Linked DNA regions of Mus musculus: regions 2, 3, 4, 5 and 6 are each linked to region 1. The links are chromatin contacts, called in public HiChIP or PLAC-seq and promoter capture Hi-C maps. All regions are on one chromosome and are shown on one strand. Each heading gives the region's core, a stretch centred on a gene start, on an enhancer-like site or on the middle of the called end of the contact. The rest is flanking DNA. Distances are from core to core; before and after follow the strand shown. Region 1 holds the start of 2210016L21Rik (RIKEN cDNA 2210016L21 gene). Region 2 holds the start of Rnf10 (ring finger protein 10). Region 3 holds the start of 4930401G09Rik (RIKEN cDNA 4930401G09 gene). Region 4 overlaps Trpv4 (transient receptor potential cation channel, subfamily V, member 4). Region 5 holds the start of Pop5 (processing of precursor 5, ribonuclease P/MRP family (S. cerevisiae)). Region 6 holds the start of Fam222a (family with sequence similarity 222, member A).

The links. Promoter capture Hi-C pulls out the DNA fragments that hold promoters and counts their contacts. HiChIP or PLAC-seq counts read pairs in DNA pulled down with a chosen protein or histone mark. Capture Hi-C pulls out chosen DNA fragments and counts their contacts.
Region 2: a promoter capture Hi-C map of pre-B cells shows a contact between it and region 1, with 6 times the contacts expected there. The contact joins the promoter of Rnf10 here to the promoter of 2210016L21Rik in region 1. A contact is called at or near these places in 16 of 39 promoter capture datasets (the 3T3-L1 cell line, the C10 cell line, the HPC-7 cell line and 10 more), 5 of 115 datasets of contacts at active chromatin or transcription factors (bone marrow-derived macrophages, embryonic forebrain, embryonic midbrain and 2 more) and 4 of 9 other capture datasets (adipose tissue, liver, macrophages and 1 more).
Region 3: an H3K4me3 HiChIP or PLAC-seq map of fetal liver shows a contact between it and region 1, with 4 times the contacts expected there. The contact joins the promoter of 4930401G09Rik here to the promoter of 2210016L21Rik in region 1. A contact is called at or near these places in 1 of 39 promoter capture datasets (hippocampal neurons), 1 of 484 Hi-C or Micro-C datasets (B cells), 1 of 115 datasets of contacts at active chromatin or transcription factors (fetal liver) and 1 of 9 other capture datasets (liver).
Region 4: a contact with region 1 is called in an HNF4G HiChIP or PLAC-seq map of pancreatic cancer cells. The contact joins the enhancer-like site here to the promoter of 2210016L21Rik in region 1. A contact is called at or near these places in 4 of 39 promoter capture datasets (the C10 cell line, embryonic stem cells, liver and 1 more), 8 of 115 datasets of contacts at active chromatin or transcription factors (the NIH/3T3 cell line, embryonic stem cells, large pre-B cells and 1 more) and 3 of 9 other capture datasets (embryonic stem cells, liver and pancreatic islet).
Region 5: a contact with region 1 is called in a promoter capture Hi-C map of adipose tissue, with 3 times the contacts expected there. The contact joins the promoter of Pop5 here to the promoter of 2210016L21Rik in region 1. A contact is called at or near these places in 5 of 39 promoter capture datasets (the 3T3-L1 cell line, the C10 cell line, erythroid cells and 2 more), 2 of 15 datasets of contacts at CTCF or cohesin (the NIH/3T3 cell line and large pre-B cells), 3 of 484 Hi-C or Micro-C datasets (B cells, Th1 cells and bone marrow-derived macrophages), 16 of 115 datasets of contacts at active chromatin or transcription factors (the 230-238 cell line, bone marrow-derived macrophages, craniofacial prominence and 10 more) and 4 of 9 other capture datasets (adipose tissue, embryonic stem cells, liver and 1 more).
Region 6: a promoter capture Hi-C map of the SN4741 cell line shows a contact between it and region 1, with 3 times the contacts expected there. The contact joins the promoter of Fam222a here to the promoter of 2210016L21Rik in region 1. A contact is called at or near these places in 3 of 39 promoter capture datasets (the SN4741 cell line, liver and pre-B cells).

Annotation. Positions count from the first base shown.
Region 1 is chr5:114,940,288-114,944,874 of GRCm38.p6, reverse strand. It overlaps 2210016L21Rik (RIKEN cDNA 2210016L21 gene), which reads right to left and starts at 2,673. Exons shown (of 6, transcript NM_028211.1): 1 at 2,520-2,673. The coding sequence starts at 2,667.
Region 2 is chr5:115,271,260-115,276,341 of GRCm38.p6, reverse strand. It overlaps Rnf10 (ring finger protein 10), which reads left to right and starts at 3,447. Exons shown (of 17, transcript NM_016698.2): 1 at 3,447-4,085. The coding sequence starts at 3,929.
Region 3 is chr5:115,357,859-115,362,330 of GRCm38.p6, reverse strand. It overlaps 4930401G09Rik (RIKEN cDNA 4930401G09 gene), which reads left to right and starts at 2,208. Exons shown (of 2, transcript NR_163911.1): 1 at 2,208-2,411; 2 at 3,199-3,631. It also overlaps a transcript of Msi1 not described here.
Region 4 is chr5:114,648,460-114,653,133 of GRCm38.p6, reverse strand. The region is part of intron 1 of Trpv4 (transient receptor potential cation channel, subfamily V, member 4); the gene reads left to right. Among named protein-coding and RNA genes, the nearest start is that of Trpv4, 7.6 kb to the left of the region's middle. Within about 2 kb of position 1,968, at least 59 of the 459 cell types and tissues checked have an H3K27ac peak or open chromatin away from gene starts, as enhancers often do. A contact at or near this core is called in pancreatic cancer cells, where this site is marked.
Region 5 is chr5:115,233,283-115,238,300 of GRCm38.p6, reverse strand. Pop5 (processing of precursor 5, ribonuclease P/MRP family (S. cerevisiae)) reads right to left here and starts at 2,450. Exons shown (of 6, transcript NM_026398.4): 1 at 2,417-2,450; 2 at 232-477; 3 at 24-166. The coding sequence starts at 251.
Region 6 is chr5:114,566,343-114,570,718 of GRCm38.p6, reverse strand. It overlaps Fam222a (family with sequence similarity 222, member A), which reads right to left and starts at 2,468. Exons shown (of 3, transcript NM_001004180.1): 1 at 2,295-2,468.

The DNA of each region.
Region 1 (4,587 bases), core at 1,424-3,923:
GGCCCTACAGCTGGATCTCATGGAGGCGTTTCCTCACCTGAAGCTCCTTTCTCTGTGAGAACTCCAGCCTGTGTCAAGTTGACACACAAAACCAGCCAGTACAGAGACTTACGTTCAAGGTGAACACGGATGTTAAATGACATTTCAACACAAACTGGCTAATAGAAAGTGTATAAAAAAACATAAAACAGGGCTGGTGAGATGGCTCAGCAGGTAAGAGCACCCTACTGCTCTTCCGAAGGTCCTGAGTTCAAATCCCAGCAACCACATGGTGGCTCACAACCATCCGTAACAAGATCTGACTCCCTCTTCTGGTGTGTCTGAAGACAGCTACAGTGTACTTACATATAATAAATAAATAAATCTAAAAAAAAAAAATTCCTCTAATTCTTTAAAAAAAAAAAAAAGAAAATTCAAAGGAAATTATCAGCAAGGAAGAGGGGAGCGAAGAAGAAAAAGGCTAACTTAATTCCTCACTTCAAGACCTTGCTGTTCCTCCAAAGGTGGGAAGGCTTTGTATGGTGACCGCTGGGCAGAGAGATACCTGAGAGAGACGGAGCTGAGTCAAGTGGAGATCTGGGAGGGTCTCCAAGCACAGGGAAGCAAGCCTGTGCAGACAGGAACCTGTGGTGCTGAAAGCCAGCCAGCTGCCGGTGTGGCCCGGAGAGGAGAGACTTTGTTGGGGGAAGATTACCCAGGCCCCCCAGGAGAGGGACTTAGGATGGGAGAAAGAAGGGCAATGGCGGGGTCAAGGCCGCCAGTGACAGAAACTGGTTTAGTTTTGCCACACTAGACAGAATGAGACAGAGGAGGCCAAGGGTAGACGGGAGGTCCGCGTGCATCACCAAGGCCTCTGAGGATGTGACGGGCTAGATGTTGTCTAGGAGGGATGCTGAGAGATGGTTCTGATGTGGATCGTGGGACAAAGGGGGCTTGTGACAAGGGAACGGAAAGGACTGTTGATGGCACCCAGTGTGCTGCAGGGCTTGGTGCATCAACTCCACGATCACGATTGTGTTTAGGCTGTGACGCATTCAGTGCACCTGCCCGATACACTGTTCTGTCAGTGTGCTCTCAAGTGCTCCATGCTCTGGCTGTGGGTGTGTGAGGTGGATACCTGGCTTCTGAAAGTCATGAGTAGCTCCCATTATGACTACAGAGCAATAGCGATCACCCCCCCCCAAACTCCGCCCCCCAAAATAAAGACAATTGTCAAACTCCACACCCAGAGTGAGCCATTTAACCCACCCCCAAGGTTTTGTTTTTCACATCTATAAAGTGAGTCAATTCTCCTCCAAGGAAGACAAGATGGCTCTCCAGATACTTGCCACCAAGCCTAACCACTTCAGTTTGATCCCCAGGACCCACATGACTTCTAAGCTCCCATGACACCTGTGTGAGTCTACAGACACACAACATAAAATGTAATAGAATAATCTAAAGGCCACTTTTTAAACCAGGCTTGGCAACACACACCTTTAATCCCAGCACTCAGAAGGCAAAGGCAGGCAGATCTCTATGAGTTTAAGACCAGTCTGGTTTATGTAGCGAGTTCTAGGGCAGTCAGAGCTACATGGGAGACTCTATGTCTAAAATAAAATAAAATAAAACTATAAGTTATATACTTTGTTTTTACATCGGTCCCCTTCTGAGACTTGAAAATGTTTACTGTTGTATGTCTAAGTCACATGACAACTTTTGGGAGTTAATCCTCTCTTTTACCATGGGTTCTGGGAATCCAGTGAGGTTGGCAGGTTTGTGTAGCAATTGCTGAGGCAACTCACTGATCTGGAAATGGAACTAGACATCTCAGGGGCTTTATGGTGGGTAAGAGTGTAAATGATTCTTTTCCAACAGTGTACTGTGAAGAAAATGTTTGGATGTATCTGTAAAAGGCTGTAACGAGATGTAACAATATGGTGTCGTCTACTGGGACAAACAGGTATTATCACGTGACTGTGGCTTGTAGCTCACATGCAGGAGAGGAGAAGGTATTAAATTCCCACGAGGAGTTCAAGTACAGATGCAATATATATATATATTTCTGCCTACTCTCTAAATTATAAGGCCTGTTGGATTCTCTAACCATGATTAAGAGTCATTATACTGGCAGATGCCGGATACATTCCGTCTGCTAGGCAATCTCTCGTTTAGGTATACTCCCGGGTGAGCTCAGTCTGAATGAGACATCAAGTGAGGGCCGAGAAAGTCGGGATTCTGAGACTACAAGAAGGAGGGGCATCACGGTCATCTCAGACAGGTGATGGGTTGGTTACCTTTCCAGAGGGAGGACACAGGACGCATTGAGGAAAGCAGTCAGGAGGCATTTAGGTGCCTCTGCGGCCTCCACGGGAATAAAGCAATCACCCTCTGCCCTCGGTGTCAGTGTGATCCCCAAAAGATCTCAGAAGCTCCCCCAAGAAAGCTCCTCTAAAACGTCAGGACGCCATGGCTCGCACCCCACCACGCATCCGTTTCAGGCCCCCGGGGAGGAGCCTGAGCCCCAGAAAGTCCCCTACCGGCTTCGGGTCTCTCCGCTGCCCCCGGGCGCTGCTCCAGCCCCCAGGCGGGCGTAGCCGCCTCGCGACAGCGTGCCAATTCCTCCGCATCGCTGCTGCTACTGCTGCTGTTCTCCGAATCGCTCATTGCACCGCTGGGCGCCACCATCCTGGGATGCCGCAAGGGGTTGTGGGGGGTAAAAAGCTTCCCTCTCACATGACCCACCTGTCAGAGCATCATGGGAATTGTAGTTCCCAGACCACCATTGGCGGCGAACGGTACAGAAAAATGAGCTCCGGAAGGATCCAGGAGACCACCACCTTCTCCAATCTTTTTGTTGTTGTTGTTTTTCTTTTTCCTTTTCTTTTTTCTCCTCTCATCCCCTCCCCTTTCCTCTCCTCCCCGTCTCTCCTTGTGATCCCCTCCCCACCTTTTCTCTTTTTTTCTCTTGTTTGCACAGGGAACGATAATACCCTAAAGTCAAACAAGAAGATGACAGAAGCAGGATTAGTTTTGTTTTTATTTTTAATTTTTTAAGGAAAAATGAATTCATGTGCGATTTAATGAAATCGGGAAGGCAACTAGCCACCTTTTTTACTTCAGGTTTTGATCTTAGGAAGATTGTTAAACTGTAGGCTTTTGAGGGTCTGACAAACAAACAGAACAAACAAATCAGATCGGAATGACTCTTGGAACAGCGGAGGATTTAGCAGTTAGTGCATAGTCCGTAAAACACCTGTAGACTAGCACTTGAGAGCTTTTGTGTGTGTGTGTGTGTGTTTTGTTTTTTTTTTTTTGTTTTTTGTTTTTGTTTTTTTCCCGAGACAGAGTTTCTCTGTATATCCCTGGCTGTCCTGGAACTCACTTTGTAGACCAGGCTGGCCTTGAACTCAGAAATCCGACTGCCTCTGCCACCCAAGTGCTGGGATTAAAGGTGTACACCACCACTACCAGGCAACATTTTTTTTAAGATTTATTTTATGTATATGAATGAATACTGTAGCTGTCTTCAGACACACCAGAAGAGGGCGCCAGATCCCAATACAGATGGTTGTGAGCCACCATGTGGTTCCTGGAATTGAACTCAGGACCTCTGGAAAAGCAGTCAGTTCTCTTAACCTCTGAACCATCTCTCCAGCCCTACACAAAGTTTTCTGCTCTTATGAAACACAACTGTTTAATTGCAGAAAACGAAGACTTTTTTTTAATGTCACTCCTTAATACATATCAGATTAATACACCTTTTGATTGTTTTCTATTAGAACACCCGAGCTTAAAAGTTGCCGTTTGAGTTGTTTGAGTTTCATTACAAAAGTGATTGACTTTTGACCTGGGTTTAAGACAGCGTTTCCAACAACTTCCGAAGCAGCCCCACCCATGTGTCTGTTGTTGTGTACAATACTGGCGAGAGGGAGCACTGTTGGCATTGCTGACTTCAGAACCAGCACATTGACACTCTGAAAACACTGACGAAGTTCTGTGTCCCATGGTATCAAATATTTAGACAAGATTTATGTAAAAGTAAGCAAATACCCCTATCTCGTTAACATGCAAAATCGTTTTTGTCTTTTCTCAAGTGTGCTCACTTATAGATGTTTATGTGTATGTAGATGCATATGCACATGAGTGAACATGTGTGTGCAGGTTTGCCTCTGATCCTTGCCACGATCCTTACAATAAACATTTTATTGAGTGAGAGATAATCCCAGCCCCCCACCTGCCCCCACCCTTTTGTTTTGAAACAGGCTTTCTCTGTGTAGCCCTAGCTGTCCGGGAACTCACTCTGTAGACCAGGCTGGCCTCGAACTCAGAGATCTGCCTGCCTCTGCCTCATAGGCAAGAGCCACCAGGCCAGGCTCCCACATGCCCTTCTGAGACCCGGGCACATATCCCTGGTCAGCCCGGAACTTGCTACATAGACCAAGTTGGCCTTGAACTTGAGTTGTTCCTCTTGTTTCTGTTTCCCTCACACCAGGATGACACCAGCTTGCTTTAGCGTTTAATAATGGTAAAGTCATACACACACCAAATAATTTTTAAACAATTGTATTATATTCATTTGTGTGTGGAAGAGAGAGTGCATATGTG
Region 2 (5,082 bases), core at 2,198-4,697, 330 kb before region 1:
TCTGCCTCCTTAGTGCTGGGATTAAAGGCGTGCTCCCGCACAGCAGCCAGGGTGTTTACTTTTAGTTTAGTGTATGAGTGTTTGGCCTGCATGTATGCTAAATGATTCCATGCGTATCTGGTGCCCTCGGAGGCCAGAAGGGGGCGCCAGACACCTGAAACTGGAACTAGGAGTGGTTGTGAGCCACCCGAAGAGGATGCTGGTAACCAAATCCCGACAGCCAAAGGAACAAGCGCTCTTGACCACTGCGCTTCTCTCCAGCCTCGTTACAGGGGAATCTTTTTAAAGGATACTTGTAGGCCGCCGTGTGATAGCTCTGAGTGTTTCCTGCCAACCTGAAACAACCTGAATTTCATCCTGGTAGGAGAGAACTGACTTCCACAAGTTATCCTCTTACTGTACATGTGAACCATGGTATATACTCTTCCCATATGCGCGTGCGCGCGCGCGCACACGCACACGCGCACACACAAACACACGAGAGAGAGAGAGAGAGAGAGAGAGAGAGAGAGAGAGAGAGAGAGAGAGAGAGAGGAAACAAACAAAAAATAAATGCAACAATAAAAAAAGTTTTTACTGGTTATAGCGGTATACACCATTAATTACAGCATATTCAGGAGACACAAGCAGGTGGATCTTTGTAAGTCTGAGATTAGACTGGTTCTATAGAGAGTTCCAGGTCACCCAGGACTAAAAAGTGAGATCCTGTCAAAAACAAACAAAAACAAACTCCTTGGGGCCAGTGATGAAAGGAAAAGTATCACTCAGGACCCCCAAGACCAAGTTCTCAATTTTCAAAGGAGATTATTTCCTCCAGAGGGAGAGAGGGCAGGGATAAGGGACAAAGATAGGAAGGAGATAGAGGAAGAGGGAGAAGATGAAGGGAACAGGAAAGAGGGGGAGGGGCATTTGTCCCATAGGAAGAAGCCTTGCCTCTGGATAGAGAGGAGACAGACATGGCTCATAGGAAAATAGCAGATGCCTGGCAGTGATGGCACAGGCCTTAATCCCAGCACTTGGGAGGCAGAGGCAAGCAGATTTCTGAGTTTGAGGCCAGCCAGGTCTACAGAGTGAGTTCCAGGCCAGCCAGGGCTACACAAAGAAACCCTAGGTCGAAAACCCAAAAAAAAAAAAAAAAAAAAAAAAAGTAAAAATAAAAAAGAAAAAGAAAAGAAAAAGAAAATAGCAGTTTATAAAGGTAAAAGGGAAAACCCCATGTTAGGATGAGGCCTTTAACTTTAAGTGGGCGTGGGCATGTTAATTAGCTGAGCCAAAGGAGGCTTCTGATTTCTTCACTTCAATACTTTGATAGCTGGACCTTGGTAGTCAGCCTCAGGAGCAGGATGTGGCCAAATAAGGAAACAGACCTTGGGGGCTAGCTTTAGGAAGATAATTTCATGGTTTTTAGAAAGGCAGAAGGAATAGGGAGAGAAGGCAGGGCTTGCCAGAGCCATGCTCACCACACTCAGGCTAGCCAGAGTCCTTTCAGGTGAGATAGCTCAGCAATTAAGAACACTAGCTACTCTTCCAGAGGACCTGGGTTTGATTCCCAGAGCCTATATGGTGCTTTAATTCCAGTGCTGGGGTATACAATCCTCTCTTCTGGTATCTAGAGACACATGGCACAGACATACTAGCTGGTAAAACATGTGTAAACACAAAAATAAAATAACAACCAAAAAACTGAAAAATTATAGTTCCTTTTTAAAAATGGATTTATTTATTTTATATATGTGAGTACACTGTAGCTATCTTCAGACACACCAGAAGAGGGCAGTGGATCACCTTACAGATGGTTGTGAGCCACCATGTTTGTGATTTGGAATTGAGTTTAGGACCTCTGGAAAAGCATTCAGTGCTCTTAACCTCCGAGCCATCTCTCTAGCAAACCCCTCCCCCCCAAGTTATAGTTCTATGGATCTCCATGTCATTTTAAACTGATTCCTTCCATACTAAATAATATCTCATATACTATATGATAATAAGGAACCAAATAAGAGTCTGACTCCTGCTTTTTTCATTTTTCTTTCTTTCTTTTTTTCTTTTCTTTTCTTTCTTTTTTGCCCTGCCTCTGCCTCCCAAGTGCTGGGATTAAAGGTGTGCGCCACCACTGCCTGGCTTGGCCCGCACATTCTTGTTCCTTTCCCATTTATGATACTGAGGATCAAATCAGAACTTTGCCCATGCAAGGGCCCTGTGACTACACTACACTGTCTGCTTTTATTCTTTTTCTCTCTTATAAGGAACATGGTCTCACTATGTAGCACATGCTAGCCTTACACTCTGCACTTCCTGTCTCTGTTTATTTATTTATTTTTTTGAGACAAGGTTTTTCTGTGTAGCCCCAGCTGACCTGAAACTTGCTCTGTAGACCAGGCTGGCCTTGAACTCAGAGATCCACCTGCATCTGCCTCCTGAGTGCTGAGATTAAAGATGTGCACCACTGGCATCCGTCTTCTGTCTCTGCTTCTTGAGTATTAGTGATACAGGCATGAGCCACTCTAGTTCTCCTACATACACGATTGCTAAAATTCCACTCATCGGCTAGATGAGGTAGTAGCTTAGAGGTAGAAAACTAGATTGTGAGCATGGAGCTCTGGATTTGATCCCTAACAGCCCCCCCCCCCCAAATTCCATTCGTCCTGTGTGTGTCACATGACACAGCATTTCTAAGAAGTCCTCTTTTATCCCTCTCAAGCTGGGATGCTTTTCTATTGAAACGTGTTTGATTAGCATCTCCTTACTTAACTGTACTATGTTGTTTCTCTTTGTTGGTGTTTCGAATGTTGCTTCTTACCGATCTTTATATATGAATGTGGCATGCATACGTGTATGAAAAATCTTACACGTATGCACAGGTGTACATGGAGTTCTGAGGCTGCCATTGAGTGTTTTCCTCCAAGACTCTCCACATTCTTCACAGAATGGCTAGGTAGACTCACCATTTGAGCTAGTCTGGCTAGCCAGTTTGTTCTGGGAATTTCCAGATCTCTTGTCTCCGGTGCACCGGAATTGCAGGTGGGCCATCACACTCCACTTGGTTTTCTAAAAAATTTTGTGTATGGGTGTTTTGTCTATATGAGTATGTCTGTATACCACGTGTTTGCTTGGTATTGTAGGAGGCCAGACACCCACACATCTTTTTTTTAAAAAAAGAAAAAAATCCAAGCACTGGCGAGGAATATCTGTGAATTGGAAGCCAGACTGTTGCACACAAAGAGTTCAGGTCCCGTTAGGACTACAAAATGAAACATTGTCTCAAAAAGAAGGAACCCGCTAGGGAGGCGGGAAGGAAAAGAAACCTCGAACAGGGAAGAGAGAAAAAAAGCATTGGCAGGCACAAGCGGTCCCTCCCCTAGGACCCGGATGTAGGTAAAAGACTACACTTCCCAGAATGCACCACGCCCGCCTGGCAACTATATAAATAGTCCATCCGGGTTCTTGGAGATGCTGTTTGGCGACTCGTCGCCATTCCCGGAGCAGCTCGGCCTCGGCCCAGAGGCGAGTGTCGGTCGCTGTGTCGGAGACCCCGGTCCCCGGCACCGAGACAGCCAGCCCTCTCTCCTGCCCCGCGGCGGGAGAGCGTGTCCGGCCGGCCGGCGGGGCTCGCGACCCTCCCGCGCCTCCCTTTCCCCCGCAGCCTCTGCCCCGCCAGGCCCGGCCCGGACCTCCGAGCCCCGGCCTCCTCCTCCTCCTCCTCCTCGTCCTCGTCCTCCTCTTCGGTCACCGCCGCCTCTGGGCCCCACAACCCCACCTTGCCGCTTCTCCTTCCATTTTGAGAAGCTGAGGAAGGAAACAAGGAAAAATGTCGCCATGAAGGCCGAGAACCGCTGCCGCCGCCGACCCCCGCCGGCCCTGAACGCCATGAGCCTGGGTCCCCGCCGCGCCCGCTCCGCTCCGACCGCCGTCGCCGCCGAGGCCCCCTTTGATGCCGCAGAGCTCCCCCAGCGCCGCCGCCACCGCCTCCGACATGGACAAGAACAGCGGCTCCAACAGCTCCTCCGCCTCCTCGGGCAGCAGCAAAGGGCAACAGCCGCCCCGCTCCGCCTCGGCGGGGCCGGCCGGCGAGTCTAAACCCAAGAGTGGTAAGAGCCGGCGGGTCTGCCGGGTCACTTGGGGGAGGAGGGACAAACGACCCACCTTCCGCTTGCACTGACATCCAGTATTTACGGTTAAGCCGATCTGCGCTGCGTGGTTAATTTGGGCCCTTGCATTCATATTCAAAACAGCTGGCTGAAGTAGGCGCTATTCTTAGCCCCATTTTGCAGATGAGGGATCTGAGATTTTGGAAAGGGTTAAGGTCATCCAGGTGGCAAGCACCTCACAGAAGGCCTCAAGACCTGGCTTTGTGTGACTCACCGTCGGTCCAGGCTCTAAAACAATTGACTTTGTTTTCTCTTCTAGTGTCGGATTAGCTTTGGGTGGCATTCAAGTTTGAATAAGAGAGGGTGAGGCCCGAGGATTTTCAGACTTAAATCTGGCACCGGGTCTGCTCCTCTGTTTAAGAGGACTCATGTTGGGATGGCGTTGCTCGGCGTGATAGTAAAGCATGCAGACCCTGCATTCAGTTCATTTAGGTTCAGTCCTTGAGTTTGCTAATACACACTATTAAGTAAATGGGCTAAGCGCTTAGAGTACTTGACAACTTTTTGCCTAAATATTATGCCTGTTTGTGTGCGGTAGGTTATATGGGCTTGGCTTTCATGGTGTGTGTGTGTGTGTGTGTGTGTGTGTGTGTGAGAGAGAGAGTGATGTGTGTAGTCAGGCTTCTTAGTATTACTATAACATAATAATAATGATATTATTATAATAATATAATAATACTACTTACTGATTATGCACAAAGCACACGGGTAGGCTTTTAGGTGTGATAGCACTACTCTAATCGTTTAACCTGTCTAGCCAGGAGTTATTCCACCGCAGAGAATAAACTAGGCTGTGGATTAGGAGATGGCAGAATCCCGAGTCCAGCATTCTCCATCTTGTGTCAGAGCTGTGTACAAATCTCTTTTAAACTTTTACCATGTTGGCAGTATTTTTGAGATAGTAATTTTTTTTTCAATCAGTCTTTTGGTTTTTCGA
Region 3 (4,472 bases), core at 959-3,458, 420 kb before region 1:
TCTCTCCCTCCCTCCCCTCTCCCTTCCCATTCTTCCCCTCCCCCTGCTCCCCCTTTCTCTCCCTCCCCTCCCCCTCTCCCCTCTTCCTGCCCCTCTCTCCCTCCCTCCCCTCCCCCTCCTTCTGCCCCTCTCTCCCTCCCTCCCCTTTCCCTGTCTCCCTCCCTCTCTCTCTCCCTCCCCACCCCCCCACCTCCATTGTTGCTCTTTGGTCTTATTTTTATGGGTTTTTTTTTTTTTTAATTTGCTTATCTGTGTGTACGAATGTTTTGCCTGCACGTATATATATCCGTGCACCACCTGCAGAACTGAAAGCAGTTCCAGCTCGTGAGCGGCCCTGCTGGGAATAACCACTGAGCCATCTCTCTAGCCCCCCTCCTATCTCTAAGGTTTTGATTGCTAGGTTTGGTTTGGATTTTGTTTTGTTTTTGTTTTTGTTTGTTTTGAGGCAGGGTCTCCTGTAACTGGAGATGGCCTCAAACTTGTTTGTTTGTTTTCTAGACAGGTTTTTTCTGTGTAGCCCTGGCTGTCCTGGAACTCACTGTAGACCAGGCTGGCCTTGAACTCAGAAATCTGCCTGCCTCTGCCTAAGTGCTGGAATTAAAGGCATGTGCCACCACTGCCCGGCCCTGTCTTTCTTTTCTTAATTTTAACTATATACTGTCTTATCTACAATTAGTGTGCATGTGCGGGTGTGTGAGGATGCACAGGTATATGCAGGTGAACAGGTGGAGGGATTACACAGATGTGTGTGTGCAGGTGCACAGGCGTGTGTGTATATGTGCGCGCGTGTAGGTAGAAGCCTGAGAATAACCTTGGGTATTGTTCTTTAAAGACTGGAGCTTTTTCTTTGGCAGGCCTGAATCTCACGAACCTCACCAACTAGGCTACAGTGGCTGTCGAGCCCTAGGAGTCCTCTGGTCTCATTTCCCAAGTGCTGGGATTTTCACTTTTCCTCCTTCTCTTTCTTTTTTTATTATATTATATTATTTTATTTTAATTTTCTCCACATGGGTTCTAGGAATTGAACCTGGGGTCTGAATGCTTGTAAGGCAAGCACTTTATTAGCTGAGCTACTGCCCAGATCCCTGACCTGCGGTTATTAAAGAAGACAGAGGGGTGAGGTGAGAGGTGAGTCATTGATTAAGGCACTAAACATGAAGCCTAAGCCGGGCGTGGTGGCGCACGCCTTTAATCCCAGCACTCCGGAGGCAGAGGCAGGCGGATTTCTGAGTTCAAGGCCAGCCTGGTCTACAAAGTGAGCTCCAGGACAGCCAGGGCTATACAGAGAAACCCTGTATCAAAAAACCAAAAAAAAAAAAAAAAAAAAAAAGAAAGAAAAAACAAAAAAAAAACCAAAAAACAAAAACAACAAAAACATGAAGCCTAAAAATCTTAGTTCAGTTCCCTAAGACCCACGTGGTGCGAGAGACAACCAACTCCTGAAAGCTGTCCTCTGATCTCCGCTTGCACTGACTACTGAACTCTCTTGCTTGCTCTCTCACTCTCTTGCTCTCTCGATTTCTTACCAGAGATGGTAAATAAAAGTTAGGAAAAAAACTAGGTGGAAGAGGAGGAAGAGGAAGAGGAGGAGGAAGAGGAGGAGGAGGAGGGAGAGACTCAGGAGGCTAGGGCAAAAGGGTGGGAATTTAAGGCCAGCCTGAGCTATATAGTGAGACCCTTACTTAAAAACAAACAGGGCTGGGGCGACTGCTCAGTGGTTAGAGCCCTGGCTGTTCTTCCAAAGGACCAGGGTTCAATCCCCAGCACCCGCATCGCAGCTCACAACTGCCTGCAACTCCACAGCATCCAACGCCCTCACACAGACACACACTTAGGCAGAACACCAGTTCCCGCGAAATAAAAACAAAGAAGTCATTAAAAAGAAAAGAACAACCAACCAACCAATGAAGCAGCAAACAAACCAAAAGCTGAGGAGGTGGCTCAGGGCCTGCAGCTCTGTTAGAGAACCCGAGTGAGTGAGTGTGTGTGTGTGTGTGTGTGTGTGTGTGTGTGTGTGTGTCCCTGCCCCCCACTTCAGACAACTCACCACCACCTGAAGATCAAAGGGAATACCAAGCAGGGCAGTAAATCAACTGTCAGGTGAGTTCTGAGTTATGCAGATTTTCAGGAAAGGTTCCTGCCTTCTGCTCTGTGCCCAGTTCCTGGGGGAGGGATGGGACTTTTCTTCGTATTTCTTATCTACTCCCACTCCTACAGGAAATGAGGATTCTCAGAGCTCTCTGACTGGATCTCCTGTAGCCCAGGCTGGCCTTGGTTTTGCTACGTAATGACCTTGAGCCCCTGATTCTCCTGCCCCCGCCTCCTGAATATTGGGATAACAGGCATTTATTACCACAGCTGTTTTTATCACAGTGCTAGGGACAGACAGAGCGCAGGCCTTGTGCAGTTAGGTAAGCACTTTGCTTTGTCCCAATTCCTTTCTCCTTTTCTTTTCTAACTTATTTATTTGTTTGATTGTTACTTAAAAATTTTTTTTTTTGCGGTGCTGGAGATTGAACCCAGGGCCTCAGGCATGCTAGGCAATTGCCAGACTGCTGAGCTACATCCCCAGCCTTCTTAATCGTAATTTGTCCATGTCTTGTTTTTGATACGGGTTCTTACCACGAAGCCCCAGCTGGCCCTGAGTTTGCAATGTCCTTTCTGCCTCTGTCTTCTATTGCTGCGTTTAAAAGTACATGCCTAGCGTTTATTTCCTGTTTTGAGACAGATCTTACCAAGTTGCCCACACTAGCCTGGCACTCAATCTACAGCCTGGAGCTGGCCTTGAACTTGTGATCTTTTTGTTCCAGAATATAGAGTCGTTGGAATAACAGGCCTGACTAGAATAACTGAAGACTCCCATCCCTCACGCACCCAGGGATTCACTATACATAGTGACAGACCCTGCTGGCTTCAAACTGACAGAGATTCTCCTGTCTCTGCCTCCCCAGTTCTGGGATGAAAGGCATGTGTTTTGGCCTGGAATTCTTCATTCTCCTGCCTTAGTTTCCCTGGTGCTGGGATAATGGGGGTGGGGGTGGGGGGAGCACCACCATGCCTACCTTGAAGATTTCTTGTACCAATGTGAGGAAGATGAGAAGCCTCAGAAGAAGGCCGGAAGAAAGAGCCCCCGGGGTTGAGCCGACCTCTCTCCCTGTATTCCTTTCTCAGGTTTCACCTCCCTCCATCTCCTTCCAGGAACCTGAGAGGAGACCAGCCACGTTGAAGGTCGAAGGCAGGACTTCCCTGGCCCAGGCTTTTGGGCGGCGCCCGCCTAGGAGGAGCCTGCCACCCACTGGGAGCGAGCGGTACTGCAGGTGCTGGACACCCACCCCCTACCCAGTCCTTTGACTGATTTAACTCTGCCCAAAGGGTTCTTGTCCTCATGTGACTTACAGTCTATGGAACTGACAAGAGCGACAGAAATCCCGGTAGCAGCTGAACAGCCTTGGATCTTTTTTTTTTTTGGATGGGAGGATTTTTTAAAACAACACAAATAGTATACATTCATAGCCAAATGTTTAAAAAGAAAAAAAGCCCAGATATAGCTTTCCTCAAACATGTGCATAGCAGCTACACAAACTGTAGGCAGCCTTTCCGTCTAAAAAATGTTTAAATACAATGTGGTAGGGACTCATTTAATGTATTTTCATAGACTTTTTTTTTTTTTTTTTTTTTTTTCGAGACAGGGTTTCTCTGTGTAGCCTTGGCTGTCCTGGAACTCACTCTGTAGACCAGGCTGGCCTTGAACTCAAAAATCCACCAGCCTCTGCCTTCCAAGTGCTGGAATTATAGGTGTGTGCCACCACTGCCCGGTGACCATATTTTTTACATCATTATTAATTTTATGTATATGAGTGTTTTGCCTACATGTACCATGTGCATTTCTGGTGCCCGTGGGGACCAGAAGAGCGTGTTGGATTCCCTGGAACTGGAATTATGTAAAGTTCTGACCCACTATCTGGGTTCTGGGCCCTTTATTATCCTCTGCCAGAGCAGAAAGTGATCTCCACCAGTGAGCAGCACCACAGCACTGCAAAACACATCCTCACATGCCTTAGATTCGATTTTCTTTGTGTGTGTGTTTTTTTTCGAGATAGGATTTCTCTGTATAGCCCTGGCTGTCCTGGAACTTACTCTGTAGACCAGGCTGGCCTCGAACTCAGAAATCCGCCTGCCTCTGCCTCCGGAGTGCTGGGAATAAAGGCATGTGTCACCACTGCCCAGCAGATTCGATTTTGTTTTCTTTCTGAGACAAGATCTCATGTAGATGAGACTAGCCGTGTAGCACGGGATGACCTTGCCTTTCGGACCATCCTAACTCCTGGAGTGCTGGGGTTGCTGCTGTTCACCTTGATGCCCAGGTATAGTAGGGACTTGGGGGCCAAAATCAGTGCTTCCTACATGACCAACAAACACTCAACCTGCTGAGCCACATCCCGGACCTGCCTCGTTTTTTCACTGAATGAAAC
Region 4 (4,674 bases), core at 719-3,218, 290 kb after region 1:
CTCTGAGCCTCCCATCCCCTCACTACCCATGACGCCAGCTTCCCCGGGCATTCCCAGGGCATCACTCTGGACAATCTCGGCCCTTGCCACCTCTGTCTGGCGCACTCTGAGTTCAGCTGTGTGTGACTGGGTGTCGCCAGGCCTCTGGTGTGACGTGGGAATCTGGACACTGCTTGCTTGATAAGGGAGCTGTGGAAGTCCCCATCGCTGGTCAGTTTGGATAAATATCAGACACTTCCTGTCTCTCCTCCCCCAGACTCAGTTTACCCCCCTGGGGAGGAGACATCAGTTCCTAGCTTGAGGGGTTAGGCTTTAGATGAGAATGTGTGTGAAGTTCTGGTGTGAGGCATTTAGTGCCCATACTGCGGACGGGGTTTCCAGCTGAGCCTCTGCCGTGATTCCAGGCGGCGTCCCTGGGGCATGCTGCAAGTGCCCAGGCAGGGCTTTGCATTTGTGCCTCAGGGTCCCTTCCTTTGAGCCTCATTGCCACAGGATTGCTTAGGCCATTTTAAGGAATTGGGGGGTAGGGGGGTGACCTCTGTCTCCCAGCCCAGAGATGGGCAGTCTCTGTTCTCACCAATTTTCAGACATGGAGAAAGCTCAGAGGATCCCTGGCTTTGGAGCTGGGAAGTCTCTGGGTTCCAGTGCCCACCTGGTCCTCACCTCTCCGGACTCCCCTCCCCTGCTGTAAATTGAGGGGAGGTTAAATAACAGCAGCATAGCCACCACCATTTATTGAGCACATACTACGTGCCAGACATCATGCAGGGCTTGAATGATAACATTTAATCTTTACAGCAGCCCTTGAGAGAGGAGCTGCTACTTTCACAGGGCTGGGGGTAAAACCTGGAGCCTTGCACACACCAATCAAGTGTCCTGTGGGCACATCCCCAAGGTCTCCTGAGATAGGATCTTCTTCAGTTTGGCTTTAGACCACGGATCCGTCTGCCTCGCTCCCAAGTGCTGGGATTACAGGTTAATGCTACCACATCCCACTGTATAATTTAAAGCAGGAACGTGACACACCAAATAATCACAGATCAAAGACAGGAGCAGTTGTTCCTAGAAGGTAGAAAGTTTTACCCCCTTTTTATGGATGAGAAAACCGCGGCCCAGATAGGAGATGTGACCATTGGTGGCAGGAAAGAGGAGGGCAAGATAGAGTGGGCGATGTCTTGAGGCTATAAAACCCTTTCCAGAGTTCTCTGTGACCTGGGGACTATCTGAACGAGAGTAGCTGGCTCAGAGAAAGAGACCCTAGGATTTGAGACACGCCTCCACCCCCACCTTTCTAAAGCTGGATGTTGGCTTTGGTGGGAACCTTCTGGAGTAGAGACTTCCTATATCTGTATGCTAGGCTCTGTGCTGAGGCTGGGGCATGGCTGGGACTATCAGGGTCACTGATCTGGGAAGGGTCACTTAGCTGTAATCACATAGCCCCCACTGGGCTTTTGAAAACAAACAGCTCAGTGCCAGCTGAATGGACGTCACCAGAAACTCCAGTGTTCTCAGATGACAAGGAAGTGGAGTCTCACAGGATGTGACTTTTCGAGTCTCAACAGCCCCATCTTTCCACTAAGCCATACTCAGCTTCTAGTCTGGCCAGCCCTCTGGACCTGGGGTCTTTTGCAGATGCCCCCATTCCAGTGAAAGTTCTTAGGGGATATTTCTGTGACATGGGCCGGCCCTCCAAGGCTTATGCAAAAACCAAGTGACTGCAGTGGCCACGTTGGCCGTGCCCTCCTTGGGGCTAGTGAGTCACCCCAGCCGTGTCCCGCTTGGATGGTGTGAGCATCGGAGGGGGACACCCTCCAGGTGGAGGGACCCGGCAGGACACAGGAGCTCTGTCTGCTCCGGACAGACGGCCACTGTGCAGCAACCAGGAAGTGGGCTGGGCTGAGACAGACTAGGTAAATACCAGCAGGGAGGGCCCTTCATGGTGCGATGTGCCCCGCTGCCTCCTGCCAGGGGCTTGGGGGCTGTGGGCAACCACAACCTGGCAGGCGGCGGGTCCCACTCTGCCAAGGGACTGAGCTCCCGTTAGTCGCTCTGAGGTGGCTGCCAGAGTCCACCTCCCAAGAGGGATCCAGTCACTTAGTCTTCCCCTGACAGGCTCTGTTTCCCGGTTGGTTCTTCATGTATGCCCTAGTAATAATAATAATAGCTTGAGGGTGGCATTAAGGGCTCAGATACCAGCCTGGCCTTATCCAGCATCTATTGGCTGTGCTTAAGTCTGTCTCCCCTAGCTCCTGTGACAGTGAGTGTCCTGGGGAGGATTCCCAGTCAGCCACAACTCAGGTCTGGGCACTCTGATCCAGAGTCACATAGTCCCCCAGCCCCTCCTACATGTTTGTCCCTCCCTTCCTGAGCCCTCTTATCCTTGTAAAATAGCCCCATCAAAGGCCCAGTCCTGGCTGGGGAAGTGGCTTAGCGGATCCAGTGCTTGCCTAGCTTAGCCGCGTGAAGCCCTGAGCTTAATCCGTAACACTGCCCACGCTGGATATGGTGGTATGCCCCTGGGACCCCCAGCACCCAGGGGGTGTAGAGAGACAGGAGGACCAGATGTTGAAAGCTGTCCTTGGATACGCAGCAAAGCCAGGGCCAGTTTGAGATGCATGAGGCCCTGTCCCAAAAGGAAAACCCCAGCTCCTGTGCCTGTGTGTGGCCTTGCATCCCGGAGCTGGGATGCAATGATACAGCTTGCTCCTTTCTTGGCCTTAGCTTCCTCATCTAGAAGGCGGGGCCACGCAGCTGCTGCCTTATCTGGTACCCGCTAACTTCCATCCCATCCTTCAGTCCTTCCCTCAGGACTGAACCAGATAGCTGGCATTCGTGGTCACGTTTATTTGTGGCTCCTGCAGGAGTCAGGGTCCCCACTGGTCAGCCAAGGAACCCCAGGATGATGAAGAAACCCACAAAGTCTGTCTGAGGGTCCAGGGTCTGTCTCCTGCTGTAGAGCCCCCACCCAGCCCGCACTCACCCCTGGTCCTTGTTCTTATTCACTAATGGTCCTCAGTAGCCCCCCTCCCCCCGCACTCTCTGCATTCTGCCGTCTACCCCATTCCAGGCACGGAACTTTAGTCCTCCCCCTGTGCTCCCCTGCCCTGCACCTGCAGGAACCTCAGGGGTCCCTGATGCCCCCACATGGTGTTCAGTCCTGGCAGAATGGTGACTCTGAATGAATGTCTTCCTCAGGGGCGTAGGCTCTGGAAGGGGAAGAGGAGATAAGCAGATGGTGTATGCTGATGTGAAGTGTGTCACCTGCCACATTCACTGTGACATTACCTGCTGCACTCACTGTGACATGCAGAGTTAGTTTAGACCAGGAAAAAAATTCAAAGTACTATCCTTTTTTTTTCTCCTTATTTTTAAAATTCATTTATTTTAATAATTATGGTTATTTCACCTGCACGTATGTATGTGTGCCACATGTGTGCCTGGTGCTCACAGAGGCCAGAAGAAGGCATCAGATCCCCTGGGACTGAAGTCACAGACAGTTGTGAGCTGCCCCGTGGATGCTGGGACTTTAACCTGGATCCCCTGGAAAAAGCAGCGGTTTCTCCAGCCTCTCCATCCTGCTTTGAGACAGGGTCTCACTTAAGTAGTCCTGGCAGAATCGGAACTCACTGCATAGACCAGAGGGCCGTCAGACAAACTCACCAAGATGCCTTCCTGCCTCTTGCTCCTGAGTAATGGAATTGAAGCAAATGGCGAGGCAAAGGGCTGGACAACAGTGGAGGCCACCAGCCTGTCCACTCACACTAGGGTTTCCGGTCCTTTGTTCCTTTTTGTCTACCCCGGGGCCGTGCATACATGTGGCAGCTAATAATGACCCATTTAGAATGTATTGATCTAGAAGGCGAGACCTGAGGAAAGCCAGCGCCCTGCCGCCCTCCCCAGGAGCAGAGATGTCTTGCTTGCCCAAACCTGCCCCTGGGTTTTAAGCAGCTTTTCTTGCTCACGTAATGAGGTCGGCATCTGATAGTCTTGTGCCAGGGTTTCCATGAGGCCTGGCAAAGCCCTGAGAGTGAAGAGGATGCCCCCCCCTCCCCCTGGGCCAAGCGAACAATGGCGAGCGAGCCCTCTGGCCGCACTGCATCCTGGGCATACTTTGCAGCCTGCTGTTTACTGAGGCACCCTCAATCTGGCACCTCCTTACCTGACAACTTCTGCCCTCAAGCAGGCACAGAAACAAAGGCTCCCAGAGGCTATGGTGAACTTTGCAGTTATTAAGAGGGACACCCCCCCAATCTGATCCCCAGGATGTGTGATGTCAGCATGCACATTCTTGCCACACCCGACTGGCCAAGGGGTCATGACTGCAGAGTGTATGATCTCAGGCAATGTTCCCATAGTCGGGGCCTCTGTGGCAGACAGAGAGGAAGGCAGGGAGACCCTACTGGGGACCTGGGTCCCACTGGCATCCACACTGCATCCCTGGGCCGCTCCTGAGCTTCTGGGGACAATACTAGTAGCCTTTGCACCACTGGCTAGCTCTGCTGGCTGCCTACTTTGTTGTCTCCCAAGGAGGGATTACTACTGAATTTGCTCATGCTGGTATCCCCAGACAGACACAGGCCTGACACACAGAAGATGTTCAGGAGCATTTTGTAGAGTAGGTGAGCAGACAGGCCCTGAGATCTGTACCCTCCTTGAATCCATCCTGTTGAAGCT
Region 5 (5,018 bases), core at 1,201-3,700, 290 kb before region 1:
CTGCATCCGCAGCGCCCTCGTACCTGCAAAGCCCACGGAGCAGGCGGCGGCGCCGAAGGCCCCGTGCACCCGGGCGATCGTGTCGCGGACCAGCCCGCCCAGCACGCGGTCGTCCAGGCTCAAACGGCAGCGCGCGTCCTCGGACACCAGCTCGCACAGAAGGTACCTGCGGCGACAGCGGGGTGAGCGCGGCCCGGGTCGCGGGGACGGCGCGGGGACAGCGCTGCTTACCTGTGCTTGAACCGCACCATGGCGTCCGCGCCGGATGCGGGAGGAAGGCGGCACTAGGCTCGGACAGGCAGCGTGCCCTGTCAATCTCCACGCTCCGCCTCCCGCGGCGGGCGTAAGAGCGCATGCGTTCGCCTCCGGCCGGCGCTGGGGATTTTCCACACAAGTTCTGTGCGCTCAGAGTCCCCCAAGTGAACGTTTAAGGTCAGCCCTGCACTTAAAGTCCGAGAGTGTCGCACGATCTGGGACCTAAAAGTCAGAGCACAGGTTTTCCCATACAGCCAAATACGCGAATTCTTTGAGGGGATTTCGACAGTTTTGTGGAGGGGAGTTCTTTTCAAGTGGTTTCCAAAAACAATATAGTATCCTCCCTCCCTCTCTTCCTGGTTTCTTTTTTTCCTCAAGCTAACCCCAGACTGACTGTGTAGCCAAGACGACCCCGAACTTCTGATCCCCTGCCTTTTCCTACGAAGCGCTGGCATTACCAACGCGTCCCACCACACCCAGCCCTCTGTTTTCTGTTAAGAATAGAGGATTATGTTTTAAAATGAAGAACAGAGGGTTAAGGTTTTTAATGCGTTTTTCTAGCCCATTCCCTTGAATACCTTTGTGTGATTAATAAATGATAAATTATTATTGTTGTTGTTGGGTTTTTGATACAGCGTTTCTTTCTGTAGCCCGGGCTGTCCTGGAACTCACTCTGTAGACCAGGCTGGCCTTGAACTCAGAAATCCGCCTGCTTCTGCCTCCCGAGTGCTGGGATTAAAGGCCTGCGCCACCACTGCCCAGCATTTAAAAAACAAACAAACAAAAAAAAAAAAAAAAAAAAAAAACAGGGTCCCACTCTATCTACCTAAGGCTAGCTTGGAGCCCAAAGCAATCCTGCCTCAGCCTCCTAAGGACTAGGACTACAGGGGTGTGCTACACTTCATTTATCTTGCATGTTAAGTGCATATTCTTTTTTAAAATTTATTATTATATCTAAGTACACTATAGCTTTCTTCAGACACACCAGAAGAGAACATCAGATCTCATTACAGATGGTTGTGAGCCACCACGTGGGATTTGAACCCAGGACCTTCAGAAGAGCCTTCACTCCAGCCCCTAAGTCCATATTTTTTTAAAGATTTATTTATTATTATATGTAAGTGTAGCTGTCTTCAGACAATCCAGAAGATGGAGTCAGATCTCATTACGGATGGTTGTGAGCCACCATGTGGTTGCTGGGATTTGAACTCCGGACCTTCAGAAGAGCAGTCAGGTGCTCCTACCTACTGAGCCATCTCACCAGCCCTAAGTGCATATTCTTAATGGTGTGACTCAGTGAGGTGGATTTGTGTGACTGCCACCCTATTAAGATGTAGATAAGGTTCAGTGCTCCCCAAATTCCCAGGCCCTTGCCAAAACCTTTAGTGGGAAGGAGCCATCATCCCCATTTCTGGAGAGATAGGTTTTGCCAGGCCTTGGCCTGGACATATATGTTTTAAGCATGCAACATGCCTGTAAGTCCGCTGCTTGACTCTATTTTCCTGTCGCCGGTGCTGCTACAGACATTCCTCACGTGCTCGGTATTGCATGTTTTAAGTGCACCACTAAGTCGGTCAGCATTGCCTTAATACACATTGTCTACAGATTTTCTTGTTATCCTGGGTTTCTTGGTGCCTGGCTTTGTAGCAGGGTCATTTTTGAAAATTAGATTTATTTATTTGTTGTAGAAATGTGGAGGTGCGTATTTGCCACGGCCGGAGGTGGCGATCAGAGGACGACTTTGGGAAGTTGGTTCTCAGGACCTCCGTTATGTGTACAGCTGTCATGGCCTCGCCTGGCCAGGTGTGGTAACGTAAAGCAAGACTTATATTTCACAGCTGACTATTTACAAGATCCGAAATCAGTTTTCAGTCTTCTCTTAGCCACAGCTTTAGGGGACCACAGATGTCCCTTCGCAGACTGCCATTCACTATTGCAATCAAGAGGCAATCATCGTCCACAGCCAGCGGCCGGTAGGGGGTGCCAGAGGCCCACTGTGTAGCTCGCCACACTCCCCACTCTCTAAAAATAGCACCAGTGCCTTTATCCTAACCCTGAGACCATTTTATAGATGCGGTCCGGGCCCAGGCCCAGAATTTAACCTTGAAAGCATTGGTCTCCAAACTCCCTGCTCGGATCCACTCCGATGCTCACTGCCCACCTGCTGTAACGTAGCCACAGGCGTGGGTTCGGATCCCCGGTCTTCGTCCTCCGGCCCGGTGCTGTCAGGGACCACACCGCGTCTCCAAAGCAGAGCTTCCCCTTCTAGTTCCGATTATTAAGAATTATTAGGATGGAGGTGTAGGTGGGATTGCACCGGCACGGGAGGGCGGGTGCCTAATAAACAAACAACGGCGAGCGGCTGTCACCCAGAGGAAGCACCCTGATCCGGGCCAGCCGGGAAGTGCGGGCCAGACGCCTCCCGGTGGGCCGGCGGCGGCGACGTGTCGTCGCAGCCTCTCCCGGTGGTAATTAGCCCCCGCCCTCGGCTCCGCCAGCCGCTAATTACACGTCTCCTAATGAGGCCGGCGGCTGTTTGCAATCACCCGGGTCCCCGCCGCGCGGGGGCGGGAGTCGTGGGCCGGCGTCAGGCGGAGGAAGGGGCTGAGGCTTAGAGAGGCGGACCTACGCAGGCATGACTCACGCGGGGATGGAGCCTAATCCCCGCTGAGCCCAAACCTGTGCGTCGTCGAGCCCATTCATCACCCACCGCCCTCATCCTGTATCCTGGGGTGGTTTCGCTTACTATTTATTACCGTGGTTATGGAAAGACTGGGCCTAGCCCAGGTCAGATGGTCAGGTGTGCGTGGGCCGGATCAGGGTGAGTGGGCGTTTGGGGGTCCCCCCCCACACTTTGGGTTTGTCGGCCCCCACTGCTACGTTGCTGGCCCAAAAGGTTAGCTCCGGCTACGCCTTCCAAAAACCTACTTTGAAACAACTAACGAAACCGTTATCAGACTAAAAGTTTAGATAACTGTCTAAGAAGAGGTTGGGATAGTTGCTAAAATGATCAATCAGGGGTCAGGTGAGACGATGGGGAAGGGAGCTTGCGGTCAAGCCCTGATCAAGATCTGAGTTGGATCTCAGGGACTGGCATAGGAAGCCCTAGAAAGGTGTTCTCCGACCTCCGTATGTGTACACGTGCCTCCTCCTAAATAAATTTAATTACATGGGAGCGGCAGGAGGCAGGAGGTGTGTGTGGCATTATGTAGATCCTGTTATCCTTAAAACTCATGGAAGGTCCACCCATCTCTGCCTCCTGGGGGGCTGGGATGAAAGGCATGAACTACTAGGCCCAGTTTTAGGGTGCTTTTATTTTGAGGTCCTGGGGAATATGTTGTGGGTGCTTAGGCAAGGGTTCTGCTGCCAAGATACACCCCCAGCCCTGATGCTTTCTCAGGCACATTGGCATCGCGGGAGTCTCTTTTAAAGAGTCTAGATGCTGCAGCCACACAGGATGCTGGCCCAGGACACTTGAACCTGCGTGGCTGTTTTCCCAGCAGCCACTGTGTGCCTTGTGTGCCTCTAAGTCTATCCTTAAGCAGCCACTACCCTGTGCGCCTCTAAGTCTATCCTTAAGCCTAGTTACTTGTTTCTTTTTCCCTTTGGATTGTTTGTTTGTTTTTATTTTTTTAAGTCATTAAAATAATTTGTATAGTTAAATGCCTCTTAAATATACATGATGTCTTGTTTTTAAAAAATTTTTTAAATCTTTGCTTCCTTCTCGCTCCGGCTCAAAGATTTATTTATTTATTATATGTAAGTACACTGTAGCTGTCTTCAGATACACCTGAAGAGGCATCAGATCGAATTACAGATGGTTGTGAGCCACCATGTGGTTGCTGGGATTTGAACTCAGGACCTCTGGAAGAACAGTCAGTGCTCTTGACCGCTGAGCCATCGCTCCAGCCCTTGTTTTTTAATTTTTTTAAACAATTTTTATTTACATTAGTGTTCCTTCTCCATGTGTGTCTGAGTGAGTGTCAGGTCCCCTAGAACTGGAATTGCACAGTTGTGAGCCGCTGGGGTTTAACCCTCGTCCTCTGGAAGCGCAGCCAATGGTCTTAAGCGCTGAGCCATTTCTCCAGCCCCGCTGTTGTTTAAAAGAAAAGAAGAAATGGGTATGGAGACAATTTAAGTCAAATTGTAGTTTCTATTTGCCTGGCCAGGGTTCTAGGGAACCACTGTGTGGGAGAATGCTAAAGAACATTTCCTCCTGAACCTAAGATGGAGCCCTGAATCTTGTCGCATAGTTCTGGATGCCTTGTGGACATCTTTCCCGGCCACTGGCTTTGCGGATCATTCACTCCTCAAATAAGAAGTCCCAAGTACAGTACTCTTTGGTTTAGGTTTTTTGTTTGGTTGGGTTTTGTGTGTTTGTGTGTTTCTTCGCCTTATGTATCTGTGTACCGCCTGCATGCAGTACTTGTGGAAGCCAGAAGAGAGCGTGAGTTCCCATGGAACTGGAATTACAGATGGTGGTCAGCCACTGAGTGGGTGCTGGGAAGAGAACCAGGTTCCTCTAGAAAAGCAGCTGGCGCCGGGCGGTGGTGGTGCACACCTTTAATCCCAGCACTCAGGAGGTAGAGGCAGGCAGATTTCTGAGTTTGAGGCCAGCCTGGTCTACAGAGTGAGTTCCAGGATAGCCAGGCTATACAGAGAAACCCTGTCTTGGAAAAAAACAAACAAAACAAAACAAAAAGTTATAGAAAAGCAGCTGGCGTTCTTAACTGCTGAGCAGTCTCTCCAACCCCCATACAGTG
Region 6 (4,376 bases), core at 1,219-3,718, 370 kb after region 1:
CTGAGTAGCCCAGGGCCATCTCACATGAAGAAGGCTGGCTTTTTCACTATCTCTGGCAGGTGGGTTTCATGCTATATAACCCCCCCCCCCCCAGGGCTACAGATAGGAGCCTAGCAGGTATAAGGGAACAGGCTGGACTCACAAGGCCTGGCAGAAGTTACCACTGTGTTCAGTTCACCCAGGAAACCGTCCTAGGACAGGGGTGCCTCCCCTATGCCCAAGTCCTGGAGATTCTGAATGGGGTGGGGGGAGCACCGAGGCCAACCCACTGGAGCTGCCTGGCTGCGCATCATCACTTCTTTGACTTGAGCCTTGGGTTTCTCATCCACAAAATGGGTCACAGCACAATCCACTCCTGAGAAGCAGCTGAGATGCCGCAAAATGCCTGGCGCTCTGGAAGACGCCGGGTAAGCTGGCAACTCCCCACACACACCGCTCCCCCCCCCCCCCCCGTCTGGCGCTCACTGCCAAGCCCAGGGAGCAGAGGGAAAGGAACAGAAGGAGTTGCCCAACTCTGACAGCCTTTCCCTCTGCCTTGGCTGAGGGACTGTAAATACTCCACAGAGGGCCTCCAACCGCGTGTTTGTGTGTGTGTGTGTGTGTGTGTGTGTGTGTGTGTGTGTGTATCTCTGGCGCACACTCCAAGTTTGTTTCTAAGCTGGGAAGTGTTGAGAGAGGCCGGGCAAACAGCCCTGTGCCCACAGCCTCCCCTCTCCACTCCACCCCCAATCTGCTGTTGTGCCGCTGGCTGTCCTTGGAAGCTTGCGTGTAAAGAAACCCTTCAGCTGGAAACAGGATCACCCCACCAAACCTCCAAAGTGGCCTCCCCCCCCCACCCCGGTATTTATTGACCTGTTAATGGAAGAGCCTGGGAGGAGGCTGTAAAAATGGTCTGTAGAGAAACCCTGTCTCACCTGTCGTCCCCGCCCCCCCCCCCCATGGGAGCAACAATGCCAGCGTCTTCAATCTTTCCCCTAGAAACTTGACTGTGGCTATTTTACCCCCTATCTGGCCCTGGCAGTGATTGCTGGGATGGGCAAATGAGAGTAAGCAGGCTGTGGCTTGGGAGCTCTCTGGGCTCCATACTGTACAGGGCTGCTGCCAGAGTTCGGTGGGGAGAGGAGGGCTCTCAGCATCTCCACCTATCCCCCCTGGCCTGGTATTTGCTTAATGAGCATCTATTACACTGCTTGTCAAAGTCATCTTAAATGACAGAAGGGGAACAGCTAAGGCAGGAGTCCCAGCTGGACCATGGCCCCTTACCTTGAAGAGCAGGGGAGTTCCCTGAACTTACACAGACAGACAGACAGACAGACAGACAGACACACACACACACACCAGGAAGGTCCTGGCTCCCCTCTCTCTCTGGCTCAGGCAGGACATTCACCTTTTCAAGAGAAGCCTGTTTGAAGGCTGAAGCCCACATTTTTCTGGGGACCCTGGGAACTCCAGTTGCTGGCTGGGTACATGGTAGGGTTCATGGGGACCTCCTTTTAAGCATCCTGCTTAAAAGTAAGAGGTTGCTCTGTTTGGGAGTCTGGGAGACTCCAGACACTGCAGGAGACATAGGCAGAGTTCTGAACACCTGTCCTCAGGGGCAGGGACAGCTGGCACTGCCTGCCTCCCTCCCCCACCTCGAGTGGGGATTTAGGTCATAAGATTGCGGCCGGGGAGGACAGGGAGTTGGCCTTCACCTTCTACTACACCAAGGCATTCGGCCTTGGCCATTCTGGCTCCACTCAAAGCCAGCTGTGTTGTCACAATTCTGGTGACATCAAAGGTCGGGCAGTGATGTCACATGCAGCCCATTGGAACATGCTGTCTTTGTGAGTTATTTGTAACAATAGACACACAAATGTCTTGCCTGGAAAGACACCATCCTCAGACATGAAGTTTTGGGACTCCCTGTCTCTGAGCTCTGTCTCTTTAAGATCCCAAAGGTGGTTTTGTAGACCCCCTCCATGCTGGCCAACCCTGGCTGCCCCCAATCAATCTTTACAAAAGTACAAGATTCCCTAAGAATCTCCAGAGGACAGGGCCACCACCTTTGTTAGCTTCATGGGTGGGGTGCCTTTCCTCTGACAAATACCGATGTCAGTAGAATACCCACGAGGGTCCACAATCTCCACTCCAGCCAGTCCAAATAAGTTGTGTGGGCAGGACAAGGGTGGACAAGTAGCATTGCTGTCTCTGGGCACCCAACAACCTAGGGCCCTTTTAGGGCCAGTCCAGGTTGCCAGGTTGCGAGGAGCTGTCCCCAGCTCAAACCCAAAATTCTGCACCCCGCAACTCACCGTATCAGGCAGTCGGACGAAGGGCACCAAATCTCAGAGGCCACGACGCTCCGATCTGCGGGTTGCGGCCATGCAGGGGTGATAAAGATTGCTGGAGAAAGGCCCCCTTAGGGGGCCGATGTCTTTCTTCGTATGGAAAGGGGAGCCGTCGGTGAGGGCGATCCCTGCGTCCGGAAGCGCCGTCCGAAGTCGGAAAAAGGTTTTTTTTTCCCCCCTCTCAGTACCCGTCGCGTCCGCCTGGGACCCCGGCCGCTCGCGCGCTCAGGCGGCGCATCCTCGCAGGAGACTGTGCTCCATACGTCCGGCGGGAGGCGCTGCGCCTCCCTTCGGGGCCCGGCTCACCGCTGCAGCTCTGCCCGCGCCTCTCCCAGGGCGCCCTCTCCGTCCGCGCTGGGAGGCCGGCGGCCGCGGCCCCTCTCGCCAGCCCCAGCTGCAGCCTGTCTTTGTTGCTTCCTCTCGCTTGCCCTCCCGCCCTCGGCTTGCAGCTCCCGGCTTTGCTCAGAGGTGGAGAGTCCGTCTCCTCGGAGGGTTGCACGCACCTGCAGCGGCCCGGGCTCCTCGCCCGGCGTGCACCGGCCCCCGCAGGTTGCAGAGAGCAGCGCCGAGAATGAGCCGGCCCCTCCTCCTCCTGCTCCGAGCTCCGGGTGTGGGGGGAGGGGAAGCCGGCGAGCAGCGGCAGTGGCAGCCGCAGCGAGCGGCAGAGACTGGGATGTAGCCTCGCGGGCCTTGGCGCTGAGGACCAGCAGATCCAGCAGGCGCAGGGCAGACTCGGGGATGGAGAGCCGTGCACCCGGTATGGTGCTCGAGCGCCGCAGCAGCGGTCGGCGCACAGGTCTCTCCCGTGCCCGTGGCCCGGGACGGTTCGCGGGGCTCCCGGAGCCGCAACCTCGCGCTGCCCAGCACCCTCGCCTAGCCTCGGGCCCGGCTCTTCGCCCGGCCTGGCCGGCGCGCGCAGCCTCTTCGCAGAGCTGCCGGCCCGGCAATGCTGCCCGCTGCTCCGCTCCGGCACGACTGACAGGCGCGGGCGCCCGCTCCTGCCGCTGCGTCTCACCCCCGGTCCGCCCCCCGCGTTACGGCCCAATCAGCTGCAGCCGAGAGGCGGTTACCACGGTGACGCGGCGCCGCGTCCTCCGCGAGGCGGGGCTGGGGGCCGCCACGCGCGCTTTTCGCGGCAAAATTCAAAGGCCGGCAGGGCGGCTCTCCAACCTTTTTCCCCAAGCGGGGATGAGGCGGGTCCTGCTCCTAGAGGACTACAACTCCCGGCTTGCTGCGAGCCTAAAACAGGCGAAGGAGTCCCGATTGGAAGGGCAAGGCATGCTGGTTGTTGTAGTCCCTTTGTCGAAGACCTAAAGGGTTGAAAGCAGGTAATCCTATTCACTGAGTACCTGTTTGAGGGTAGGTACTATGCATTATTCCGTTTACTCTTGGAACAGGCCCTATGAGGAGTGTGTTAAAGATAGTAAAAATAGGTTGGGGTGACACCAAATGGTAAAGGGTGCGGTTTGCAAGACCCAACATCAAACCTTGGGACAACCTAAACACACACACACACAGAGCAAAGTGCATACTACACTTAAATTTTTCAAAACTGTGAGATTGGCTTTATGGCCTACATTTTACAGAGGAGAACACTGATATTTGACACTTGTTCTCAGTTTACGGACAAAACTAAGACGTGAAGCTTCCCGATTGCCTTTTCCACGGAGCGACTGGGGATGGTGGTGGAGTTTTGGGCATCAGCGCTGAGATCTGTGGAACACAAACCACATGCTGAATCCTTGGTCAGCTCCATCCCACAGATGTATACATTGACCGCGGGAGTCAGGCACTTAGTATTTTCTATGTTGCTCCTGTTGGTCTCAAACTCCTAGCTTCAAGCCATCCTCCTGCCTCAGCCTCCAGAGTGCAGAAAATATGACCACAAGCCACCATACCTGGTAAGGCTCCGGTTTGTCGTCCATTTAACAGGTAGGGAAACTGAGGCACAGTATCACCTAAAACTAAGTAGGTGTTTCCATTCTTACTTGCCTGACAGCCCACAGGTAGCAGACAGGGAAACTGAACCCTGGGAGACACAGATTC